Regions from separate parts of the Oryzias latipes genome. Here region 1 is linked to region 2. The links are chromatin contacts, called in public Hi-C maps. All regions are on one chromosome and are shown on one strand. The core of a region is the stretch at or near the end of the contact, and the rest is flanking DNA. Distances in the headings are between cores, read along the strand shown. Region 1 has its middle 14 kb from the start of tcf15. Region 2 holds the start of slc52a3 (solute carrier family 52, riboflavin transporter, member 3).

Region 1 (7,169 bases), core at 3,097-5,596, 68 kb before region 2:
AATTACTAAAAATCACAAGAACTGAGTAAATGATATTAATGAGAAAAAGGGGAAATTTATTTTTGCTGATCCTACACTGAGGGAAGGTAATTAATGTTACACTTTAATTTCAGTAATAAAGTAATTTAGCCCAGACAGAAAAAAAGGAATACTTAAAAAATAAATGCCAGTAATAATGTATGCTATATTAAAACAAAATTTGAATTAATAAAACCCAGAACATTTTCTTTTGAAGAACCAGCTTTAAATTATATGAAATTACGAAACTTGTAGGTGGCCTGAAAAACGTCCAACTCTTTTGAGACCCCCCCAAAAAAATCCCACTTAAAGTTAAAATCTCCAAAGATAAAAGGTGCAAAGCCACCCATGGAAACCACTCCCAAGAGCAACAGGTGCTGTGCAATTTTTTCTAACTCGTATTGCGTGTCAGTACTCCTTTGAGGATACAGTTACTTCCAGACAGTGAGCGAGCAACAGGAAATCTTCTCACACGCGACGATTCAGAAATTTAGAGTCCTTTAGGGCCGGTCGGTAAAAGTTGCCCCGGGTCGCCCTTCATTTCCTCAATGGTCACAGAGGGAGATTGTCAAGCAGCTCTTAGCATACATTGTGAAGGGTTTGATGTTGGAAAGGCCTCATCTATATTTTACTTATATTATTCTGGAAAACCGCAGTTCCTTCCTCTAAAGCAGGGGCAGGGAGCCGCTGCCTAACATGATTAAGCAAGTGGAGCCAGTCAAGGTCAGAAACAACAAACAAGTCATCATGTATGATTGTTGCGCATCAACTGATTTACGTCATTTATTGTGAGATGAAAGCATTCTTAAAAAAACAAAAACAAACAGTTATTACAAAATTAAAGAAAATTCATTTAAGTCCAATATGAAATAGTGGTGACTTTACATGATTCCCCAATCGTTTACAAAATCTTCATATGATCACAACAGTCTGAAAACAAGCTTTTCCTGCGAGCTGACAAGACTCACAACAGGCAGAATCTTGTGACATTTGACAGCCTGATGTTCTAAACGACCCCTTCTGCAAACCATCTGCTCCACCGGCTCCTTTAGTGTCTCTGATGCGCCAATAAAAGTTGAACGACATGAGAGACCTCCTTTGAAAACAGGGGGCCTCTGTGACACTAAAGCTCCTTTTCTCAGAAAAAGCTTTGATGTCATTCGAATGAGAAGATGATTAGACCTCTATGGTCAAACTAGTGTTGTTGCATTTAAAATGTCCTGTAAGGAAATATGCAAAGGTTTCTATGGGAACGTAATTCCCATTAAATTAAATGCGTTTTGCATTTCAAAATCTTACTTCTTTCCCAGAAGGATGTGCAAGACGAAGAGCATCTTTGGTGGATGAGGAGCGCAGAGTACATATAGAAACTGCATCTCTTAATGGAAAACTCCATATCCAAAGTGTTTCAACCCAACTAGTTGGTAGTTAAGAAGGGTTTGTTAGACATGCAGCAAATCGGTTTTGGAGCATTTAAAAGAAATCAAACACTTGGCATCAAATCCATTCATTGAATTAATGGGCTTTCTTCCAACCACTCATTTTTTGAGCACTTTATTGTTTTGATATATTTTTTGTTATGTTTCACCATTTTATTTTGTTAGAAAATTAAATTAAATCCCAAAAAGATTCATTGTCTGAATGACAGATACAGTGAAAATAATAGGTGAAAATAACATGTCTTAAAAACGTGCAAAATTTCCCAAAATAAAATACAAGATTTTTTTTGTGTTTTATCAGGAGCATTAAACTTTCACCATTGACTACTTTGTTTTAATGGCATTTAGCTAGTTTACACAAAACCATGAGTTTCTGCAGAATCTGATGATGAACTATTTTTTAATTTTTTATTTAATTCACGTGACAGTTTGATGCTACTAGTCATCTGAAATGCTGCTTTCTGTTTAGTTTTCTTGTGATGCTGATTAAATTGAACAACCAAAAAAAAAGTTCAACTATACTATCAAATTTTTCAGTTTTAAACTTAAAATACAGTGAAAAAGTCTACAGCTTTTCAGGTCATTTTTGCAATATTTTCAAGAGATTTACAAATGATGTTACTGTTGCTTTTAATTTAAAAGAATCATTTCAATATTTATATTTTTGAGTGATTATCAAGTGATCCCTGAAAACAATAAATACTTGGTAGAAAATATCAATATTATAACATTGTAATTAAAAAGAATCCCATGTGTCTACAATAGAATTACATTTCCCCCTGCTGGTAACTCCTGTGATCTGCAGCAGCTGCCCAGATGCAAAGGAAACTTTACATATATTAAGTCTGGATCACCGCAGTTCAGGTGTTGAAGCTCCCAGGTAAGTTTTGAGGTCAGAGATGCTTGATCTAATGATTTTGGCAGGAATGGATGGCATGTTCAGTCTTTGATATGCAGCAAACCTGTGACAGCCTCCAAAAGAATAGTAGTAATTTCCTCCTTCACTTCCTTTGATCCAGAGCACATCAATAGGAGGAACAACATGGATGTCTGCAGTTTCCTAAAAGCAAAACAAACAGAAAGGAAAGCCTAATCAGCTACAGCATGTCTATACAATCTATTTGCATCATTTGATTGCAAAAAACAAACGTATATTTAAAATTCAGATATGCAATGGCCCATTTTGACCCAATATTTAAGCTATCATACACTTTAAAGCATCACATGACAGTTTCGTGTAAAACTTTTTTTGTTTGCAATAAAAGATATGAAGAACAAAGGCAAAAGGCTGTGTCACACAGCCACTATCTACATTTACACACACAAACTGCTTAAGTTTCAACAGATCAAAAATTTTGAACAGTTCAAAACCGAAATCCGTAAAGACCCGTCGGCTGAAACCTTCGACGGACATCTGCGCAGATTGACGGATGACAAATGCAAGAAACACTGAATTACGTATCACACATGGACCACGAAAGACCCAATTGTCATGCGTGGAAAATGCGCAAAATGACTTTTCTTCATTGTTACTTGCCCATCGGCAAATTAAAGAAGCTTAGTTTTTTGTTGTTTCGTAATACACAAATCATACATCAAACCAAAAACCGTGACCCAAAAATTGAGGTTTGAACAGAATCATGGGGAAAGTGAATCGTTGCATCCCTGCTTTTTACAAACATCATATCTGTTTAGGAGTTGGTCATATATTAACTATTGTCTTAAATATTGAATGCAAACATACTGCAATAAAATAAAATGTTTAAGTAACTTTTATGCTGTTTCTTTTTACCTTAAGACACCATATGAATAAAAAACAATGCCTATCTTACACCAATCTCCCCAGATATATATATAGTGTATATACCAAAACCCAGAAAATTGCATATTTATTGCTTCTCAAATACAGTACACATTGACCTATTACTAATAAATTGAATTTTGAGTAAGATAATTAAAAACAGGAATAACTGATCGCCCATTATTATAAAACTACATCACTATTGTGAGAAAATGTCAACTTATCATTATGATAACATTGCATGCAGAGATATAATTTAATCTTGCAGACTGTTTTTACTTTTATATTTATTGAGAAATATTCGGAATATTGTCCAAAAGTCGGTTTTATCATTAAATTGCAGTGAGAGAATGAGAAGCTTTATAAAAACAAAGACTATATTCAGGTGAACTTGTAGCATGAAATTGAACAAACCACAACGTTCAAACTCTTTTGTCTTCCAAACAATACATTTGTGCTTCAAACGCAATCATTTTCCATTATGCGCTCTTTGCATAATTTCCTCTGAAGTGTGCAGAACCATTAGTGTTATTTGGCAAAAAAAAAAAAAACATATGGGAAAGGAACAAATTAATTATTCACCTTTCCAGTGCTTGAAAGCATATATTAGGTTGTCTGAAGTTGGTAACAACTTCCACTAGGAAAAATACAACCCTGTCTGTCACTTCCACCCACCATGTCAAATCACAATGCATTCGCTGCAAGTCAGAAGTGAAAAGTTGACACTTTCTCCTAGTTTTTGGTCTGTGATAAACATCACATTCTTATCAGCTGTTATTTAATTCCCTTAAGAAATTAAGAGTTTTCCATCGTGACCTTTGTCGATGGTTTTAAGCTTTTAAAAACCAAATATGACCTATTTTATTTTTGACATAACATGTCAAAAGATTGACTACATCATCGTAAGAAGACCTGAAGAACCCTTCTCGGTGACAAAATGAAGTATTATGCGATGTTCCTCTTTCAAATAAATGATCGTTATTTAAGGTGGCAGACATGATTATGAAATGATGCGGTTACCTTTATAGTGTCCATCAGGCTCTGGACTTTTAGCTCATCCAGCACAGGAGGAAAGGGTCGGATGATGATGTTCAGAGGAACATTATGAACCTCCCCAATATTACTAGAATGAATCGACCTGTTAGCCTCACTGTTAGTGGTACAACTTGTCCCAAACTCACAAGCCGTTTTCGACATGTTTCTATTTAAAAGAATCCCCGACTTTAATACTACCACACGGCGTTGAACAAAGCGAAACATATGTGGTAACATATAAGCTTTTCCCAACTTCCTGAAACTTCTGTTTGGACAACTTCCGGTTGCTTAACTGCAATATGATTGGCTGTTCTGACTGTCAATCATTGGTACACCAAGCCCCCGAAATCCACTGGGTGAAGAAGTTACGTTGTTTAAATATTGGACGGACTTAACTAGTTAGTTAGTTGATTTGTTTAGTAAACAAATGTATTTGTATTTGTAAAGGAGAGAAGTATAGTTATTTGACTCCAAATAAGTATCGGTAAGTAGTAAAAATAAACTCCAATGTGTTTTCAAAGGATTTAATAGGGTTTATTGTCATAAGACAACGGGTTTCCTATGAGAGATGCTTACTTTACTGTCTGCTCCGAATGCCAAAAAGTTAAATTAAATAAAACAAAGATAGGGTAGGATATATACACGATATCTGAAAATACACATAATATGTAATATGACAATGCATCAGTAAATGACTAAACCTATATACAAATCAAATGTGCAAATTTAGCTGAGAGTAACTGTCCAATAGAGACTTATATGAGCTAACGGTGTGATACACATGGATGTTGAATATAAAGGTGTAAGAGCAGGAATAAATAATGAGTATGTGCAAAGGTGCTGTTAGACTCCTGTCAGCTGTTGAGGAGTCTGATGGCAGAGGGGAAGAAAGAGTTCCTGAGTCTGGTGGTCCTGCACTTCACACTCCTGTACCTCCGTCCCGAGGGGAGGAGAGTGAAGAGACCTTGTTGCGGATGGGTGGGGTCATTGATGATGGAGGCAACTCTTCTGTAGACCCAGCGCTTGTAGATGCTCTGCAGCGAGCGCAAAGGAGTACTGGTGATCCTAAATGCAGTCTTCATCACTGTCTGCAGGCTCTACCATGGTGGTAGAGCTGCCGTACCACACTGTGATGCAGCTGGTCCAGATGGACTCACAGCGCAGCTGTAGAAGTTGCTGAGGATCTTTTGGGACATGTCAAACTTCCTCAACCTCCTCAGGAAGTACAGCCACTGATGAGCTTTCTTCCCGAGCTGTGTGGTGTTGAGTGTCCAGGTGAGGTCCTGGCTAAGTCGGACCCCCAGATATTTAAAGCTGCTCACCCTCTCCACTTTCAGACCCCGAATAAGCAGCGGCTGATGAGGGTTCCTCCTCTCCTTCCTCATGTCCACTATCATCTCCATTGTCTTGTCTGTGTTGAGGTTGAGATTGTTGTCCTCACACCATGTCACCAGAGTGGCCACCTCCCTCCCGTAGGCTGCTTCGTGATGCGTCCTATCATGGCGGTATCGTCAGCAAACTTCAGGATGATTTTCTCCTTATGAGAGGCCACGCAGTCATGGGTGAACAGGGTGTAGAGAATGGGGCTGAGAACACAACCCTGTGGTGTGCCAATGTTCGTGATGATGCTGGCTGAAGTCTTGTTCCCTATTCTAACAGGTTGAGGCCTGCCAGTCAAAAAGTCCAGGAGCCAGTCACAGATGATGGGTCCTAGTCCAATGGAGAACAATTTGTGGGTGAGCAGTAAAAAATGTGTTAAATGCAGAACTGTAGTCAGTGAAGAGCATCCTGATGTAGGAGTCTTTATTCTCCAGGTATGAGAGGGAGGTGTGCAGTGCTGCAGCGACGGCATCTGAGGTGGACCTGTTGGGCCGGTATGCGTACTGCAGGGGGTCTAGTGTGTCTGGGATGCTGCTCTGAATGTGGGTCAGCACCACTCTCTCGAAGCACTTCTTAATGGTTGGAGTGAGTGCTACTGGTCTGTAGTCATTCAGGCAGGTGGGAGGGCTCTTCTTGGGGAGGGAGACAATGGTAGTGGTCTTAAAGCAGGGGGGGACAGTTCTCTGGCTGAGGGAGAGGTTGATTCACTCGTTCTTAAACAAGCCCGCAATAAAGCACAGTAATCCGAATTTTTATATGATACTGGCAGAAACATGGCACAGAGTTTGGGTTTGGTACCCATCCCCAAGTAAAATCTAAGTAGTGCATGTCTCATAACAACAAAAAAGCAGCTTCTCGCTGAGATCTTGTTGTTTTGTGTGGTGTATAGCTGCTCAGAGAGGTTCAGTGGGCTCTGATGCCAACTAGTACTCTGAGGTTTAAGTGAAAAACAACAGTCAGACGCTGAAGGACGCTCATAAATAATTAAATAAATTTAATCTTGACAGCATTTTGAATTGATACAAGTATCGCCAAATGAACCATCGCGATATATCGCCGAAATGATTTTTTCCAACACCTCAGGAGCCATGAGCATGTGTTGTTTTCACAACAAACTCTAAACACATTTATTCATCCTAACAGCTTCTCCTTAAAATCCCACCAACTACTCATGCAGTTGCAAAGAGCGAAAAGGAGAAGGAGAAAACAAAAAACAGTCAATTTTTAAAACAATAGTTTTTAATGAGGTAATTTCTTTGTATTGTCAACCGTTTCCTGCCTTCTTCAAACTTAATGACTTGGAGGTAATCTATTATATTCCAGGTTGCTGTGGTTACAAAAAGGACGTCTGGGATCACAGCTCTGCACAGGTAGGGGAAAGACTTCAAAGACCTGCATCGGTTAAAAAGAAAACCAAGTATTGTTGTTTTCTCTAACCCTCAGCTACAACATCTTTTAATGAGACAATTAAAAATGATTGCTTGAACAGCAGACAG
Region 2 (7,878 bases), core at 748-3,247:
CAGTTCTTCTGACCGCTTGTTTCTCACTGCTTCAAAATAGTAAATCATTGCCTTATTTATTCCCATTACAAATGGAAATCAAAGAGATTTATAACTTGTCCTGTCCAACAACTGAGCAAACACAAGAGAACCGAAGGCCTCTTATGTTGGACATATTTTACTGGTACAACATGCGGTTATGAGTCTTCTGACATGTATATTTGAATAAAACCCTTTTGTAATTTAGGCTAAACTTTATTTATATTGACTATATTTGTAACCGTTTTTTGTTGGTCTGGACAGAAATGAAGAGGAGGGAGGAAGAGACAGAGGTGTTGGGGGGGGGTGATTATAAGAGGGGGCGGGGGTAAAATCTTAAAGCATCATAAATCATAAAGCAACAAGTTGCTGGAAGTTCATAATCATTACTGGTGTAAAGGTATAACAAATTTGAAAGGGGCGGGGCCTGTCCACACACACAACTGTTACACAACTGGCTCCTAAATTCTTCAGAAACAAACATGTCAACATGTACACAATACAACTGCCGTTCGCACACGCATACTTATGCATACAAAACCAACACATGTAAAGCACTTCATTCAGTCATGCAAACTATTTGTGCAACGGTGAGCTGACACCTGTGCTCAGGTGGGTGTTTATGTTTTTCTGGGGTCGATGATGGAATGTAAAAAACAAAAGTGGATAAGTGTCCAGTCATCCCCACATCAAGACCCCCGTCGAAGTAGCAGTGGCAGCCAGGAACACCCCAACAACCGCACAGCATACCAGATGAGGAAAACCGCCCACCGGGCAAACATGTGAAACATGCACCTGGGGGCACAACGCAGTGCCCCCCACCCTGGAAAGCATCTCCAGCCTCAGATGAGCAGCCCACCACCACCCAGGAGTTCTAAACATCCCACCACCACAACCCCAGGAACGAGCCAGGGCCCCCCAAGGGAGACCCGCCCCTCACTCCAGGCAGCCACCCATCCAGCCCACGGGAGATCCAGAAGAGAGCGAGGCAGGGGCCGCCCACTCCTCCTCAGGAGGAGGACATCCAAGAGACAGTGGACGACAGTGAAGAGAAGTGGGGGGCCCCAAAGAGCGTTGTAAACATGGTCCGACCAGGCTCACCCACTGTTCGAATTTTTTGAGAGGCCCTTATCTGTCCCCTTATCTGGTTAAGAATCACATATCTCTCTGATTAGTTTTGCTCACTGATTATTTTAGGAGGTGTTGGTCAACTGAGTTGTTTCTCATGAATGCTTACAACACAAGGAATGATGTCAAATCCGTATGCATCCTGATTTGGGGTTTTAACGTAAAATGTTGCTTGAAATGTAACAATTTAACAACTAACAGCATTGATGTAGAGATTTCAAGAATGAAAGGTGTAATCAAGTATTTTGCAGTTTTGAAGTCTGCTTTAAATCTACGGTCTAATCTGTTGTATAAATTTGACTTTGAAGAAAGAACAGATAAGTTTTCTCCTTTATCAGTCTGAGGATTTCATCCATGTAATGAAGAGAGTCCAGCAACAGCAATAAAGTCTTAGCAGAGAGTTCACGTTTCACCAGTTTCATGTCCTTTCACCGTTCTGAATTCAACAAACGGCTGCCTTTCTCAAAAATCCGGCTTTAATTAAAACAATCAACACAAAGGTCGCCTAAAAAAAAACACTGAATAGGTCAAAACTGATTATGACATGACCTTAGAACGGAGAGCGTGCTTTGAGCACACTCAGCACAGATTTCTTTTAAACATGTTGTGTACTTACAAGTCGGTTCAGTTTGTGATGGCCTTGGAAAGGTCTGCTCATTGTTCATGAAGGGTTTGTGACAGATCTCCTGCGGTTGTCAACGATTAGACTCACATGGCTTCAGTCGTGTGGGTCAGAGTCCACAGCACAGCTGTGGGCGGAGTCTAGATGCTGCTCTATATGGGTCAAGTTCATTCTTGACACACTGTCACAGATATGTGGGAGAAACACAGAAAGCTCTAGATGCTACTTTGTTATGGTGATGGAAAAGCAGGGTTGAGAAATGAAAGTTAAATGAGGTCAGTAAAGGAGCTGAAGCTTCAGTTTTGAATTCCTGTTTTAGGACTTCCTTCTAGTGCAAGACATTTTCCCTTCCTCCAGTGTTACAAAACTTTCAAATTTCACAGGATCTGCAGTCCAAAGGAGGGTCTTTAGTCAGCACTGCCACCCACTGGACAGCATCACAACTAAAATTGAGTAACAAACCTTGTGACAGGCATCACTTTACCACACTGACTAAAACGTCATGTGCAACAGTCAAAACACAATAACAGTAACTAATTAATTTAATTGTATAGCACGTTCAAACACAGTGTACTAAAGGGCTTTTCAGAGTTGTAAGAGCAAATCATAAAATATTGTACTGGATCCTGAAATGTTCAGGAAGCAAGTGGAGGCAGTGCGGCTTTACTCTGCTTGTGGTGTTAAGTGTTGGTTCAAAAGCAAGCTGTTGCATTCTGCACAGTTTGTAAATGATGCAGCAACACCCGTTCAATCCCAGTACTAAAGCACTTACAAATATCAGTGCAACAAACACAGGAACAACTGTCTCTGTGCTCATAGCTAAAAGAAGTTAACATTTTTCACAATGAATAATCCAGCAAAACCTAAACACTGAATCTGGCTTGTTTGCTTGTAAAAATAAAATAAAATCTGTGACTAAAAGACAAAAAAGGAATAGTGCTCTTTTATTTGCACAAACTATATTTGACTGGTTTTAGGGAACTGAAATAAAGCTGGTCAGCTGATGATGACCCAGCTGGGGATTCTGCTGGTTGAGCCACAGATGAAAACACTGTTTTGGTTAGAAAATACAAGTAAACATAGAAGCAAACACTCAAACTAAGGTGAAACTTTCATTTGCAAAACTTTATCTGAATCTACTTTAAGTTTATGAAAACATGGAGTCAAAACTGAGCATCGCTGAGCTGGTGTTTTTGAAGGGTAGCTTGAAAAGAAATCCGTGAGCGAGATTTCTCTGCTTTGTAAACTTTTTTCTCACTAAAAAATGCTGCTCTTTACTCACAAACCTCTTAGTGCATCTTCAGCCGTCAAAGATTAGCTTGTCGGCGCTTTAGTCAGAGTTTAACAGATGTATCTCTCCTCTATTGCTTACTACATTTGTCTCGCTTATTTTGATGTATTGTAGTTATTTTCATGCATGAAACCTTGTTCCCAGTGAGATCAACATTTTCTGATCGTACTTTTTTTTTAAATTGTGATTGTATCACAAGAAGCACTCAGTTCGTCTAAAGAATGTATTCATAAGCATTTTATCTAAAAACCTGAAGAAAAACCAAAAAAATAATAACATTGAAAAATTCAACATTTGTTTACGTACAAAAAAACTCAAAAAGATAAAGGTTAAAAAGGCCATTTTTCCTCTCTTTCCACAAGTCTTCACTTGTCTCGTGAGCATTAATTGCCTAAACATACCCACTTTGAGCCATCAGTAAATTTGTCATAACGTGTTTGCTATAATGTCACAGGTACATTTGTCCATAAAGTGAATGTTTTGTTTTACATTTAGGTATTTTTCCATTGTTGAACACAATTTTTACATCAGAGGAATGGCATGTACCATTTAAAAATACTTTCAGCTTCACCAAATACAAAACTATTGCGAAAATCTTGACCTTTTTGAAAAAATCTTATAGTTACAGTTATTGAGTCGACGGCTCTGTTTGATGTTTGATGATAAACAAATACTCACAATCATTCAGGTTAGTTTAGCTTGTGTAAATTCTAAAGCAACTGGATCATAATGTGGTATTTTATTAGATTATTGGCCAATAAAACAACAGATTTGAGTCGCTTGAGGACAGACAAGCTGCTTTGATTTCATACAGCACATAGCACTTGATGTGTTTTTACGGCCCTAGGCCTTTAGTGTGTATTTTTGTGTGTGTATGTGTATTGTATGTGTGTGTTTATCCCCTGCAGAGACCTACTCCGCCACGCTGCCTGACTCCACCTCCTTCCTCCCATCACCAGGCTGGGCGGGAAGCATGAAAGCCTCAGTAGCCCCTGCTCCAGTGGCAGCTGAATTTCCTGAGACGGATCTGTTTTCTCAGCTTGCCCCTGCTGTCAGACTTGGCTTCAGGAGCCCTTTTATTTTGCCATTCCTTTGAGTCTTTTGATAAATCTCATTGTTTTATATTCTCCAGCAGTTATGCCTGAAAGAATTCCTTTTGGTTCATCTCTATATATATGCTCTAAAATTCCTTCACTTTTTAAATGACTTAAAATTGTACAGTCATAGTCTGTAATGATAACTATTCTACTGTTGAGCATCAAAGGGTTTCACTGTTTTGCTACCACTTCTAGTCTTTTTTTAACTTCATGATTTAGCCTATAAATAATCCACATGCAGATTAAGACTAGCAGAAATTATGAACTCACTTCATTACATCTGCCCTGCTTCCTTCATCTTCAGCATAATGCAGCCCTTTATACTTAAAATAGAATTTAATGGAAACTGTGCAGAAACTGAACCTTTTCATAGCTGGTATCACATTTAAATCCTCAATGTCATTAAAGCTGCTTTGATGTCAAACTAGAAGTAGTATCCGATTTCCCTTCTCTTTTCCCGTATAAAATGACAGCTACAAAAAGACAAAACACAAAGAGAAACACTCAGTAAGATTATTTATGTTAATGTACAATCCGCATTTTTGAACAAACAAAAAGTAAAAAGATGTACAGATTTCAAATGATCATCTCTAGAGTGAGTCCACAGAGGGCCACAGATGAAAAAGAGGAGGGGGCAGGAACTGGAATGGCCACCATGGAATGTGTGTGTGTGTGTGTGTGTGTGTGTGCATGCGGATGAGTGTGTATGTAAATGTAGGTCTGACTGTACTGGTCTTCAGCTATGTCTGATGGTGAGAAGTGGAGTGTCGCAAATGAAAGGGATGATAGCGAAAACACAGAGGAAGGATAGTCAGACGGAAGGAAGAAGAGAAAAAAGTAGAGGCAAAAACAGCAACAGTTTTTCAGTTGGTGTAGATCTGGCCCTCTGGCGGCTGAGGAAGTTTCATGTTCTCCTTGCAGGTCATGAGCCGCCTGAGCTCCAGCAGCACCATGCGGATACTGTAGGAGTTCTGCCACTTGGCCAGAGCAGTCACTGCATGCATGTCAACCTGCAAACACAAAGAGGTCAGCTTTCAGAAACGCACAGAAATTACAGGAAGTTGTTCCTGCTTGCATGGTTCCACCTGTTATACAAGGAGACAAACTGGTCAGTAAAAAACCTTGTCAAACCAAATGTCAATCCTTCTTCAACAACCTGCTGACTTTGCTTTTCATGTGATGCAGAAATGCTGGTTTTTGATCTGCCTTTTGGTTTTTTCTGCATTTCTGTCAGATCATTTGAAATAAAACAGCACCTCGGATCACGCAAGTTAGGATCCACTACAAGAGAAGTTTGTGACAGTTTCTGTTTGGAATGCCTTTAAGAAGTACTGCCTCAAAGACTGAATGGTTAACCCAAGGATTAACACAGGACGATCCTTGAAGTACCGTAGCTCACAGGTGTCAGACTGCAGGCGTCGAGGGCAAGTGTCCTACATGTTTTCTAACTAACCTGCCACTGAAGCTCCTTATTGGCTAACCACACTTGATCCAGATAATCAGCGGCAGATAAGGCAGGATTTCTGAAAAAACCAGCAGGGCCATCAAGGCCAGGAGTCTGACACCTCTGTCGTAACTCTTTAACCCTTTATGCAACTAATGTAATTCCAACATATTCTGGTGCAGAGAAAAACAAGCTTGGCGCCTTTTTTAACTTTATTAATGGAAAGTGTTGCATATTAGCACAAAGCTGCTTTTCTCCACATCAGTCAAAGAGTTAAGGTAGTGTAAAGAGGGTGTGTTACTTTGCTGTCAACAGCAACAGCCCCTGTGTTGAAGGGGTCTTCTGTGGACATAGGAGGTCAGCACAGCAGTACCATCAACTGCTCTTCAAAAGGAGCAACGAGGGCAAATTCACTACATGTCTGTGAGAACAAAAGAAGTCAAGAAAATGTGATGCTAGTTGCCGTTTTGAACAAGAGTTTTTGAGTCTCGCAAGTCCATCCATTTATCTTCAGAACCTGCTGAATCCCTTTGGGGGAGGTCACAAGGTTGCTGGAGCCTATCCCAACTGTTGGGTACAAGCGGGATACACGCTGAACATAGGCCTGGGCAAAAAAAAAAAAAAAAAAAAAAAAAAAAAAAAAAATCGATTGAATGAATTAATTCGAATTTTTTGTTACGGGCAATTTCAAAAATGACTAAATCGAGTTTTTGTGTAATGGCGCATTTTTGGCTCCCAGAGCTTCCGTACCGTTAGTTTCACACAGCGGTATGGCAAGCAAAAAACAACAACATCGTAGCACACACGAAACAGCAAGCCGGTGAGAGTGGGAAGCTTGTTCCCAAGAAAGGAATAAAATCATCTGTTGTTTGGAACTGGTAGGGGTTTGCTGCCACAGACGTGGAGGAAGAGACCCCACGCTGCAACATTTGCACGCTCACCCCCAACACTTGTGCACGCTCTCAGTCATTCTCGCGTGGCACAAGCTTCTTCCTCTTACACACACGTGCAGCATGCTGATCGTTGTTACTGTTATTTGTTTATAAAGAATATTACTTTGTAATTATTACTTGTACCGGTATTCCTTTACGACGCAGCAATAAGTTTGTACTTATTGCTTTCCTCAAGTAGGGGGGGAATAAGGAAAAAATCAGAAATCTCTGATTTAAAAAAAATTAAATCTGAGATTTCATTTTTAATAAAATCTGACATATTATTTGTAATAAAATCTGAGATTTTATTTTTAGGCCATATCGCCCAGCTGTAGCTGAACAGGTTGCCAGTCTGCTGCAGGGCCACACACTTACGGACAATTTAGAGACACTAATTAATTAACCCATCTTCTCCTGCAGACATGCTGCATGAGAAGATTTTGAACTCCACACAGAAAGAACCCAACTGGTTTTTTGAACCACAACCTTCTCATTGTGAGGTGAAAGCGCTAACCACAACACCACCGTGTACCCCTTTACAAAAGTCGTTGACGTGTTGTGACTTTATCATCTATTTTAGGTGAGAGTGTGATCCCGTCAATGACCTCATCTGTAACGCTGAACTTGACGTACTTTATTTTAACTAACAACAGACAGTTTAGGAAGGGCTGATTACACACAGACATGCACACAGGAAAGAGGAAAAAAGTTCAAAATAAAAATAGAGATGCTAAGCTGGCCACGTCAAAAATAGCCGATAAATAGTCGTTTTGGAAAGCCATATATTAGGTGAATTCAGAACCAAACAACTAGCTAGAGCTAAAGCCCGACAGCCCTTTTCAACACCACTGTAATCTCTGACACAACAGAAACATGCTGATCAGGAAAGAAACATATGCAAACAATCATAACATTTAAACACAAGCAGACAACTGTTGGGGTGTTACAGGAAACAAAAGCATGACTTTTGGAAGATTTACATACCACACCATTGGAGTTGTGCACACCATTCAAGTTTATCTTTGTCACAAATCTGACAAACGGTGGAGACTCTGGGTAACCGGGCCCACATTCAACCTTCAGATTGTACATCCTGTTTTCATAGCTCGTCTGTGAACAGAGGAGAGGAGACCACACAGAACATCAGCAGAGGACAAAGGCTTTCATTTTGATAACAGCAGCACAGGAACCTGTTGGGGGAAATATCATTACTCTTTAAAAATGTGTTGGTCAGTTCTATCACTAGATTCATCTCTCTGAACCAACCAATCACAGCATAGGATGGAATGACATGCTGGTGACACTGGTGGGATTGTGTAAAGAGGAAGAAAGTAATAATCCTTAAA

The links. Hi-C and Micro-C count contacts between places; a contact is called where the count stands out from the background.
Region 1: a contact with region 2 is called in a Hi-C map of embryo, with 2.7 times the contacts expected there. The contact joins the enhancer-like site here to the promoter of slc52a3 in region 2. A contact is called at or near these places in 5 of 5 Hi-C or Micro-C datasets (embryo, fibroblasts and gastrula embryo).

Annotation. Positions count from the first base shown.
Region 1 is chr7:21,970,463-21,977,631 of ASM223467v1, reverse strand. No RefSeq gene overlaps it. Among protein-coding and RNA genes, the nearest start is that of tcf15, 14 kb to the left of the region's middle. Within about 2 kb of position 4,346, at least 7 of the 8 cell types and tissues checked have an H3K27ac peak or open chromatin away from gene starts, as enhancers often do. A contact at or near this core is called in embryo and gastrula embryo, where this site is marked.
Region 2 is chr7:21,899,044-21,906,921 of ASM223467v1, reverse strand. slc52a3 (solute carrier family 52, riboflavin transporter, member 3) reads right to left here and starts at 1,997. Exons shown (of 4, transcript XM_004070868.4): 1 at 1,763-1,997. It overlaps LOC101171992 (transmembrane protein 189), which reads right to left. Exons shown (of 8, transcript XM_004070867.4): 7 at 7,517-7,642; 8 at 4,656-5,166. The coding sequence ends at 5,020.